Regions from separate parts of the Mus musculus genome. Here region 1 is linked to region 2. Evidence: chromatin contacts called from public Hi-C data. All regions are on one chromosome and are shown on one strand. Each heading gives the region's core, a stretch centred on a gene start, on an enhancer-like site or on the middle of the called end of the contact. The rest is flanking DNA. Distances are from core to core; before and after follow the strand shown.

Region 1 (4,814 bases), core at 1,232-3,731, 88 kb before region 2:
TCACCCCGCCTTTGAACCTCAAGTTCTGAACCCTGAAGCAGCAAATGACCAGAGTGAACACCTTTCCCCGGCTCGCACCCTACGTAGACTCTAAAGCAAGCAACCTCTGTGTTGCGGGTTGGGGGTCATAACTCTTCCCTGACAGTTGGCGACGGTCTTCCAGAAGCCAGTTCTAAGCACCCCCAACCCACTATCATCATCTATCAACCTACATATGCAAAAGGTCCATACACGTGCACACACCTGCTCGTGCATACTGGCACCAAGTGCTCACACGGATGCACATTCAGGCACACATGTGCATGCACGGGTGCTATTATGAATTGAACAGTGCTGACTCCCGTCCCACCCCCCACCAACCACACACTGCCATGTTTTGAATACTCCATCCACGGTAGTGGCGCCATGCTGGAAGTTGTAGAAACTTGTGGAAAGTGGTCCCTGGCACAGTGGGTCCCCGAGGATGTGGTTGTTATTGCTGACCACTTCCTGTCTTCCTGTTCAACTGAGACATGAACAGCTGCCACATTCTCTCCTCGCCAGCGGTTTTACCCAAGCACATCGCATCAAATAACCCTGAAGTAGACCTTCGGAAAGCATGAGCCAAAATACGTCATCCCTCCTTTTTAAAGTTTTCTTGCTTGGAAAGGCGGTGGCGCACACCTTTAATCCCAGCACTTGGGAGGGAGGCAGAGGCAGCTGGATCTTTGAGTTGGAGGCCAGCCTGATCTACAGAGCCAGTTCTAGGACAGTCAGGGCTACGCAGAGAAACCCTGTCTCAAAATAACAACAAAACAAAGTCTTTCTTCTTTTTTTTGTTTAATCTATCAGGTATGTGGGTAGCAGTGGGGAAAGTGATTATAAATGGAGCACGGGGATGTGAACCCATGACATAGGACTACACTGGAATACAGTCATACATGTTCACCTACACATACATGCAGTATACATGGGACAAGGTACTCATGGATACACTTCCGGTGAGGGTATTGCCAGGAGCTATTCTGGAAGCTTCCATGTCCACCCATGCCTGTGGGTGGAGAGATTCAGAGCCCAGTGTGTTGCCCAGGTTCCCTTCCCTCACAGTAACAACATTCCCTCTGTATAGCTGAGGACGAACTTGAATGCCTGATCCTCCTGCATACTGGGGTTACAGCCACGTACTACCATTTCCACATGGTGACATCCTGAGGATGGAAGCCGGGGCTCCCTGCATGCTGCCTGAGCCGAGCACCAGTCCTAGACACCATTGCTCTAGTCTCCTGTGAAGCGCTGGGTGTCCTAGTGAGGAAGCCATCCAGGAATAAACTGCTCATAGCATGTCCGGCAGGCAGCAAAGAAAAAGGGGAGCGTCCTAGGCCTTGAACTCCCTTGAGGGTGTTCCTTGATGACCTACTGACCTCACAAGTCCCACCCTTCTGCTTCCTCACTTCTTCCCAGTAACTCCATCCTGGATAGCCAAGACCTACACCAGAGCCTCTGGGAACAGGCAGTAACTGAGCCTTAGTAGCCAGGCTCACCTGTAGGGTTTCCCTATTCACAGGCCCTTCCTGGACTTGCTCTTAGCCTCCCCGTGCCTAGGCCAGCGTCCCCTGGCTGTGTGTCCAGCTCTGTCGGGTGTCCCTAGCAGTTGGAACCCCTTTTCTGCCCAGTTGTGCTACTTCAGCAGATAGGAGTTGGGGATTAATAGGGATAGTTTGGGGGTACCTGGTGGCCTCCCTCAGTGTTTGAGGACACCCTGGCTCATGTGTGTCATCAGCTCCTAAGTTCAGTGAGGCTGGAGAGGTGGGCGTTCAGTGATATCAGAGTCAGGGGCCATTTTCTTTACCGCCCCCCCCCCCATTTTCAGTGGCATATTGAGGAGTTCCAGGTTCAGTGAGAGAGCCTGTGACACATGTCCTTAATTCCAGCATTCAGCAGACAAAAGCAGGCTTACCTCTGTGAGTTTGAGGCCAGCCTGGTTGGCCTACATAGTGAGTTCCAGGACAGCCAGGGCTACATCATGATGCTCTGTCTCCAAGAAAGAAGGAAGGCCCAAAGGGCTGGAGAAATGGCTCAGAAATTACTAAAGCACTGAGCCAGGGTTTGAATCCCAGCACCTACATTGGTGGCTCACCAAGGCCGGTAAACTTTAGTTCCAAAGGCTCTGAAACCTTTCTCCTTTCTCCTGCCTCTGTGGGCATCTACACACTCAGAAGCACATGCACAAAGACACACACAATGGGTGGATGGAGAGAATAAAGGAAGATCCCTCTGCCTGCCGCATACATGCACCTGCACACGTGTAATCTGCATGCACATATATGCATGTGTACGTGTACACAAACACGTACACTCCCCCTTGTTGCTAGGAGAAACTACGTGAGATGATCAGCTTGTGAAAAGGAAAGGTTGGTTTTGGCTCATTGTCTCCACCCACCACGAGCTGGTTCCGGCTCCATCGTGCTGGTTCCGGTTCCATTGCGCTGGTTCCGGCTCCATCGCGCCCGCCCGAGAGGGCTCAACTAATGCAGGAGCACAGAAGCTACTCTTGACTGGCAGGAGATAGAGAGGAAAGAGCAGAGGCCTGGTAGCTCCTTTTAAGACCGCACCTCCTGTTACCTGCTAACTCTTGTCAGACACTAGCTCTAAACTGTGTTCCACTCCCGCAGTAGCGCCTTAAGTGTGAACTCAAGGGTAGGCGGGAGCGCTTCCAAACTGAAGCTAAGGCACCCCTTCCATGCAGACCCCGAGGGTTCATGGCGGGTGACTCAGGTCCAGGGATCGGGGATCCAGATCTGCCCAGACCGCCTGGTGGGGTGTCTTGCCTTTGGCTCTGTGGCTTCGGGTACAGTGCTGGGCTCTAGCTGTGGTTTTTCACGTCCCGCAGCGGCGAGGCATGAAAGGCAAGGCTCGCAAGCTCTTCTACAAGGCCATCGTCCGAGGCAAGGAGATGATCCGAATCGGTGACTGCGCAGTCTTCCTGTCAGCCGGCCGCCCCAACCTGCCCTATATTGGCCGGATCCAGAGCATGTGGGAGTCCTGGGGCAACAATATGGTGGTTCGTGTCAAGTGGTTCTACCATCCGGAGGAGACCAGCCCGGGCAAGCAGTTCCATGAGGGCCAGGTGAGTGTCCCTGATGGGAACTGAAAGAGTCCCTGGTGTGTAAAGGTAGACCCATGGTGTTTCATTTCTGTTGATGCTAAAATACCCTGCCGGAAAGCAGGAGTAAGGATTTTCTTTTAGCTGACAGTTCTTTGTTATAGACCAGACAGACAGACAGATAGATCAGCTCTGTGGGGAGTCACAGTGGCAGGAGCATGAGGCAGCATGACTGTTGACAGTCAGGAGCAGAGAGAACGAACGCATTCATGCTTAGTGCTCAGCTTGCTTCCTCTACTCCTGTAGTCCAAGGTTCCCTGTGCAGGGAATAGAACCGCCCACAGTGGACTAGGTCTTAATTAACAAAATCAATATAATCCCCATCAGATGTACCCACAACCCAGTCCGACTTAGTGCCTGATTGAGACTCTTCCCAGATAAGTCTAGGTAGAATCAAATTGGCAATTAAAAACCATTACACCGGGCTGGAGAGATGGCTCAGCGGTTAAGAGCACTGACTGCTCTCCCGAAGGTCCTGAGTTCAATTCCCAGCAACCACATGGTGGCTCACAACCATCTGTAATGGGATCTGATACCCTCTTCTGGGGTGTCTGAAAACAGCTACAGTGTACTTTCATATAACAAATAAATAAATCTTAAAAAAAAAAAAACATTACTCCATTTGTGGCTGGGCATGCTGTGGCCCTACCCGTGGAAAGGCTGAGTAGTCCAGGGAGTTTGTGCAGTGGGCCTGGAATCTCAGATGGGAGGAAAACAAGGCTAAGACTTCCTCTTATCCCTCCCTCCCCCAGCACTGGGACCAGAAGTCAGGGCATAGCCTCCCTGCAGCCCTGCGGGCCTCCAGCCAGAGGAAGGACTTCATGGAGGTAAGACGCAGCAGTGGGCTCTTGGTGCTGGCTGAGGGCAAGCTCCGTCCAGATGGGGTGGGCCTCGAGCTTTCTGCTCTGCCCCTCCTAGCCTCCCTTCCTCTCTCCCTCCCTCCCTGCCTCCCCCATCCCTCTCTCTCATCTGTGGCTCTGGGCTGCTGGAGTCCCTGTCTCTGTCCCATCTGCTCACTGAATCTGCCTTTGTCCTGGCGTCTCCTCGTCTCCTAGTGCCCCTTTCCTTTCTGTGTCTTGCTCTGGCATTTGCAGGCATATCTGTTTGTCTCTTCTTCTGTTGTTTCTTTTACTTTTCTTTCCTGTATACACACACACACACACACACACTTTGGTACCTGGGTGGCAAGTGTGCATGCAGGTGTGGGTAGAGGTTCACTGTCACTATTGGGAGACTTCCTGACACCAAACCCAAAGCTCACTGATACAGCTGGTCTTACTAGCCAGCTTGCTCCAAAGGTCCTGTCTCTGTGGTCCAAGGCTGAGATTTCAGGCGGACTACCACACCCATCTACTGCTTACAAGGCTTCTGGGACTCTGAACACAATGGGGATGGCATTACATCATCCTGTGTTCCCTTGCTACCTGTTTCCCTCCATCTCTTCATCTCTCTTGGTCTCTGTCATTGTCTCTCCATCTGTTGCTTGTCCCTCTTTGTTCCCATCTGTCTCTCTATCCATCTGTCTCTGTCTCCAGGTCTCTGCCCTTAAGGCATCCCAGGGTCTCCCTGATCCAGGAGGGTTCCCTCCAGTCCCTAACACCCACTGTGTCCCCACAGCGCGCCCTGTACCAGTCCTCCCACGTGGATGAGAACGATGTGCAGACAGTGTCCC
Region 2 (5,007 bases), core at 435-2,934:
GCATAGCACCATCAACATTCGCACTGCCTTTATCACTGGTAAATGAGGCCCAGCCACCCAGGAAGTGTGTCCACAGACAGCCTGTCTCTTGTCTGTTTTGTTGCTGCAGAAGTAACCTAGCTGGGACTTCCCCCCTGATCATTCTGCCCCACCTGCTTCCAAAAATTAAAAAGCAAAAAAACAAAAACCCTATACATGCAGTTACCACACAACTGTACTCTTGGGCACTCACCTTCAAGAAATGAAAATTCACATTCATACAAAAAAACCCACTCATGGGTATTCACTGTGGCTTTACTTTTAAACAACAGTCCAGAGCTAGACTCTCTGCTCATCTTCCCATGGGTAAACAGTTAAGCTGCGAACTACTGCTCATCAACAAAAGGAGCAAAGTATCGTCACACTTGGGTCACTTCTCAGGGAGCTGTGCTGACGGAAAAGCCAATCACACACTAAGGGACGGCTCAGCTAGTAAAGCATGTCTCCCAGGGGAGAGGGCTCAAGTCTGCAGCCCCAGAGCTCACACACTTCAGAGCACCTGGGTTCCATCCCCAGCACTCACAGGACAGCTCAGAACCAGCCATAACTTCAGTTCCAGGGGATCCTGTCCATATAGGTTTGCAGGCAAAACAACCAGAAAAGACAACCTGTGCCCACACCTAACCTTCCTGTCTCCAGCAGTGATCACTGCTCCCACCCTCCTGCCTACGGCATCAAGTGCTGGAGCCTGACTGAGCTCAGCCATGCTTTGAGCCTCTTAACTGACCTAAATGAGGAAACTCAGCAGTAACCAGAGCTACAATCTGAGTAACACAACTTTTAAACTTGGTGTGCCCAGCACTCAGGAAGCTGAGGCAGATTAAAGATGGGTGGGAGAACGGAGGGAGGGAGGGAGGGAGGGAGGTTGTCAACCTGAAGGGATTTTAATTTATGTATTGGTTAATATAATTTTGATTGTTTTTCAGACAGGGTCTCACTCTGTATCCAGGCTTACAGAGAACACAGTCCTCCCAAGTACAGGGATTACAGATGGATCACTGTGCCTAACTTTAACCTAAAGATCCTTCTATACTGGCTGCTCTTAACCTGTGGGTCTCGTCCCCCTTTGGGGAGGGGTATCATAAAAACCTTTCACAGGGTAATCTAAGATCATAAGAAACACAGATATTTTACATTATCCTTCATAACAGTAGCAAAATTATGGTTACAAAGTAGCAACAAATTAATTGTTATGGTTGGGGGTCACCAAACATGAGGAACTGTACTAAAGGGCTACAGCATTAGGAAGGGTGAGAACCACTGCTCTAGGTGAGAAGAGTTTTATCTGGGTCATGGTAAACAGCCAGGTAGCCCCAGCCTATAAAAGGAGCTTCTTGCCCCCTCCTCGCTCTCTTACCTCTTATTCTCTTATTCTTGCTCCCTTGTTCTCCCTCTCCACCTTTCCTTCTACCCTCTCTCCATGTGGCCATGGCCAGCCTCTCTGCTTCTCTTCTTTCTTTCCCTCCTTCCCCCCCAACCCCCAGCCTTTTTACAATAAAGGTCTTAAAACCATGGACTGCCTCTTCTCATCAGGACCCACCATGCTGGAGCAAAGGTCTTCCCCTAACCTCCCGCCAGAGGCCTCCCTGTACTCCAACCACAGCCGCCAGCCAAAGCAAGCAGCCTGCTGAGCTAGCCAGACTGTCTCCTCCCCATGGTAACCTGACAGAGCTCTCTCCTCCTACCCTTTTCCCTTTGCCCCAGGACCAGAGTACGCCCAAGGGTCCCCACCCATTCTCAGCTCTTCCACAACATACAGTGGAGTCTGGAATGTCAGAGAGTGAGAACCTGTTGTCCCTGGCCTCTATGTAGCCCAGGAACCCCAGAACCAGCTCTTCGAGGGTGCCCGACTCTGGCAGGTCCACGGGGACCACAGACTATGTGCCTTCCTCACCCCCAGAGCGGGATCCCACAGCTCCTCACAGTCCAATGCCCGCCTGGGGTCCATGCAATCAAACTCTCCATGTCCAGCCTTGCTCAGCAGCCCTAGCCTTGAGTGGATGCGGGACCCAGTTTTTGTCCCACAGCCCTATGCAAAGAGCAGTATTTTTATTCATTCAGCCATATGTTCAGTAAGGGCCTTTCCAACCTTTTTTTGTTGTTGTTTGTTTGTTTTTCAAGACAGGGTTTCTCTGTGTAGCCCTGGCTGTCCTGGAACTCACTCTGTAGATCAGGCTGGCCTCAAACTCAGAAATCTACCTGCCTCGGTCTGCCAAGTGCTGGGATTAAAGGTGTGTGCCACCATTGCCTGGCCCTCTCCATCTTTTTTTTGTTTTGTTTTGTTTTTCGAGACAGGGTTTCTCTATAGCCCTGGCTGTCCTGGAACTCACTTTGTAGACCAGGCTGGCCTTCGAACTCAGAAATCCACCTGCCTCTGCCTCCCGAGTGCTGGGATTAAAAGCATGCGCCGCCACGCCCGGCTCCTCTCCATCTTTTTAATACTTTAAAAGTATTAAAGCAGGCAAGATGGCTCACTGGGTGAAAAGTGCCTGCTACCAGAGCCAAGTTTGACCTGGGACCCAAACAGAGGGAAGAAAAAACAGACTCCTTTAACTTGTCCTCTAACCTTCATGCTTGTGTGGAGACGCATGTGCATATTTGAGGTTACACACCAAATAAATAAAATGTAGTAAGAAAAACTGTCATTTAATAATGTCTAGGGATTAGGGACCTCTCAGTAGGTAAAGTAGTTGCCAGGCAAGCAAGAGGCTCTGTCAGCTCCCCAGACCCATGTAAAAAGCTGGGTGCCTTAGCTCGTGTCTAACTCCAGCGTGGGGAGGCAGACAGGCAGAACCTTGGAGCTCACGACCATCCAGTCTAGCTCTGTGAGCAAACTCTAGGTTCAGTGAGAAACCCTGCCTGGAAATAACAACAACAAAAACAAAGCAAAAGTGTGCAGAGTATTTGAGAAAGACTGCTTGTCGCCTCTGGCCTCTACACCCCCACAGCACTCTAAAAAATATTCTAATTTATTTCATTTATGTGTATGAGTGTTCACTTGCACTTGTATGAGTGTGTACAATGCCTGGTGTCTACACATGTCAGAAGTGGGCGTCAGATCTCCTGTATCGGAGTCACAGATGGTTGAGAGCTACCATTCAGGTTCTGGGAACTAAATCCAGGTCATCTGAAAGAGCCAACAAGTGCTCTGAACCTCTCTAGCCCCAAATGATGTGTTTTATGGTCATTAACTTCCAGTCCTGACCACAGTCCTACGGAGAGCCATTACTTCTTTTTCAGAAGGCCCATATTGTGACTCTTCTGCTGTCCCAATACACAGACCACCATCAAAAAATGACCAAAGGAAAGCATTTCCATGGGGCTGGAACAGTTCTGTTTTCTAGGACCGCTTTATGACAGTAATGCAGTCTAAATGGTATTGGTGGGGTGAGAAATGACAGATTTTATATGGTGCAATGCCAGGCCCTGGAAGCCCAAACACATAGCCCTAAGTGTGCACTTTTATACACAAATACCCAGAGATCTACAAGACGACCCAGATGGTCAGGCCTGGCTACGAGGTCCTGGGGTGGAACAGGACTGGCCCAGGACTATGTGGACTTGACCTGCCCGGTGTTGGGAGGAGAAGACTGCATTTCAATTCTCTATCAACAGGTCTACTTAGTTTAACAAGGGGAAATAAAGCAAGCACTTACTGCATTCATAGATCTGTTCCAGCTTATCCACAGAAGAAAGGGAGAAAAACTTATACCCGGACTTACTACCAACAGCTAGGGACCTGCAAAAAAGCCAAATTCAGAAGTAAGAGCTGATGCACATACACAGCAATCATGCATAACCAGTGCCCACGTCACCCACCAGTCACCAGGGTTTCTACCGCCAGCACCGTCTGATAAGGGATTTGGCATAGGATGCTATAGGCCAGAATTCTGTAAAGCATATGGCATAGCCATTGAGACAGGGGTCTTATCACAACTGCACAGTACAGGCTAGTTGGCCTGCAAGCATCCAGGAATACTCCTCTGTCACCTCCCTTCCGACCTTAGGAGGATGGGCCATGCCTGGCTTGACATGTGTTCACGGTATCTGAACTCTCCCTCATACTTGTATAGCATGTTTTTTTACCCTCTGAGCCATCTCCCCAGCCCCAAATGGCCCTTCATTTCATGTATGTGTGTATGAAGGTACCCAGTTGTAGACCTTAAATATATTCAAGTTTGTCAGTTACCCTCCCCGCCATAAAGCCTGGGGAAAGATTAAAATAGTACAAACAAATGAACAAAACTCATCTTGAGCCCTAAATGAAGAGTAATCAGCTGTCAATCAGTGACTGCAGACACACACAGCTGTTTTGGCACTTGTGGGCCTGCAAGTTTAGTAAGCCATACTGCATCCTACACTTTGAACAATACCTACAACCTGGGCTTGGTATCCATCCTTGTAGGGTGCTGTGGCCAGGAGCTGGGGTAGGAATGGCAGGCACCACGGACCTATTCAGACCCTGGGATTGGAAGACTTTGTTGCCTTAGACCATTGGCTCCACCCCTTTTTTTGCAATCTCCACATTATGATTCATACTGTAGCATAAGTACGGTTATGAAGTGGCAATGGAAATAATTTCATGGTTTGGGGGCACCATACCATGAGGAACTGTATTAAAGGGTAACAAACAGCACTAGAAAGGCCGGGAACCACTGCCTCAGATAGAAAAGGCTCATGATTGAGGGGCCATGTTTACCAACTCCCAGCTCTGACTAAAAAACTCAGAGCACAAAGGCTTGGTGACAGCAAATGAACAGAGTCCTGATCAGAAAATTCTATCCCCAGAATGCGACTGAGCAAGGAAGCAAGAGAAAGCAGCACAGACAGCTGTCCCCAGCACAAAGGATGATTAGGGAGAAGCAAGGAGACACACAAGGTTCAGACACCAGGGCTGGTGTTGGTTTCACGCTGGGAAAAATGAAAACACATCTTCATGGGCACAAGGGCAGATCAGAGGAATACACC

The links. Hi-C and Micro-C count contacts between places; a contact is called where the count stands out from the background.
Region 1: a contact with region 2 is called in a Hi-C map of embryonic stem cells, with 1.7 times the contacts expected there. The contact joins two enhancer-like sites. A contact is called at or near these places in 5 of 484 Hi-C or Micro-C datasets (the AtT-20 cell line, embryonic stem cells, nephron progenitors and 1 more), 6 of 115 datasets of contacts at active chromatin or transcription factors (embryonic hindbrain and embryonic stem cells) and 3 of 9 other capture datasets (adipose tissue, liver and pancreatic islet).

What each region holds. Positions count from the first base shown.
Region 1 is chr5:142,726,133-142,730,946 of GRCm38.p6, reverse strand. Tnrc18 (trinucleotide repeat containing 18) reads left to right here. Exons shown (of 28, transcript NM_001122730.3): 26 at 2,870-3,106; 27 at 3,895-3,969; 28 at 4,760-4,814. Among named protein-coding and RNA genes, the nearest start is that of Slc29a4, 26 kb to the right of the region's middle. Within about 2 kb of position 2,481, at least 1 of the 459 cell types and tissues checked has an H3K27ac peak or open chromatin away from gene starts, as enhancers often do. A contact at or near this core is called in embryonic stem cells, where this site is marked.
Region 2 is chr5:142,636,973-142,641,979 of GRCm38.p6, reverse strand. Wipi2 (WD repeat domain, phosphoinositide interacting 2) reads right to left here. Exons shown (of 12, transcript NM_178398.4): 2 at 3,696-3,778. Among named protein-coding and RNA genes, the nearest start is that of Wipi2, 9.9 kb to the right of the region's middle. Within about 2 kb of position 1,684, at least 41 of the 459 cell types and tissues checked have an H3K27ac peak or open chromatin away from gene starts, as enhancers often do. A contact at or near this core is called in embryonic stem cells, where this site is marked.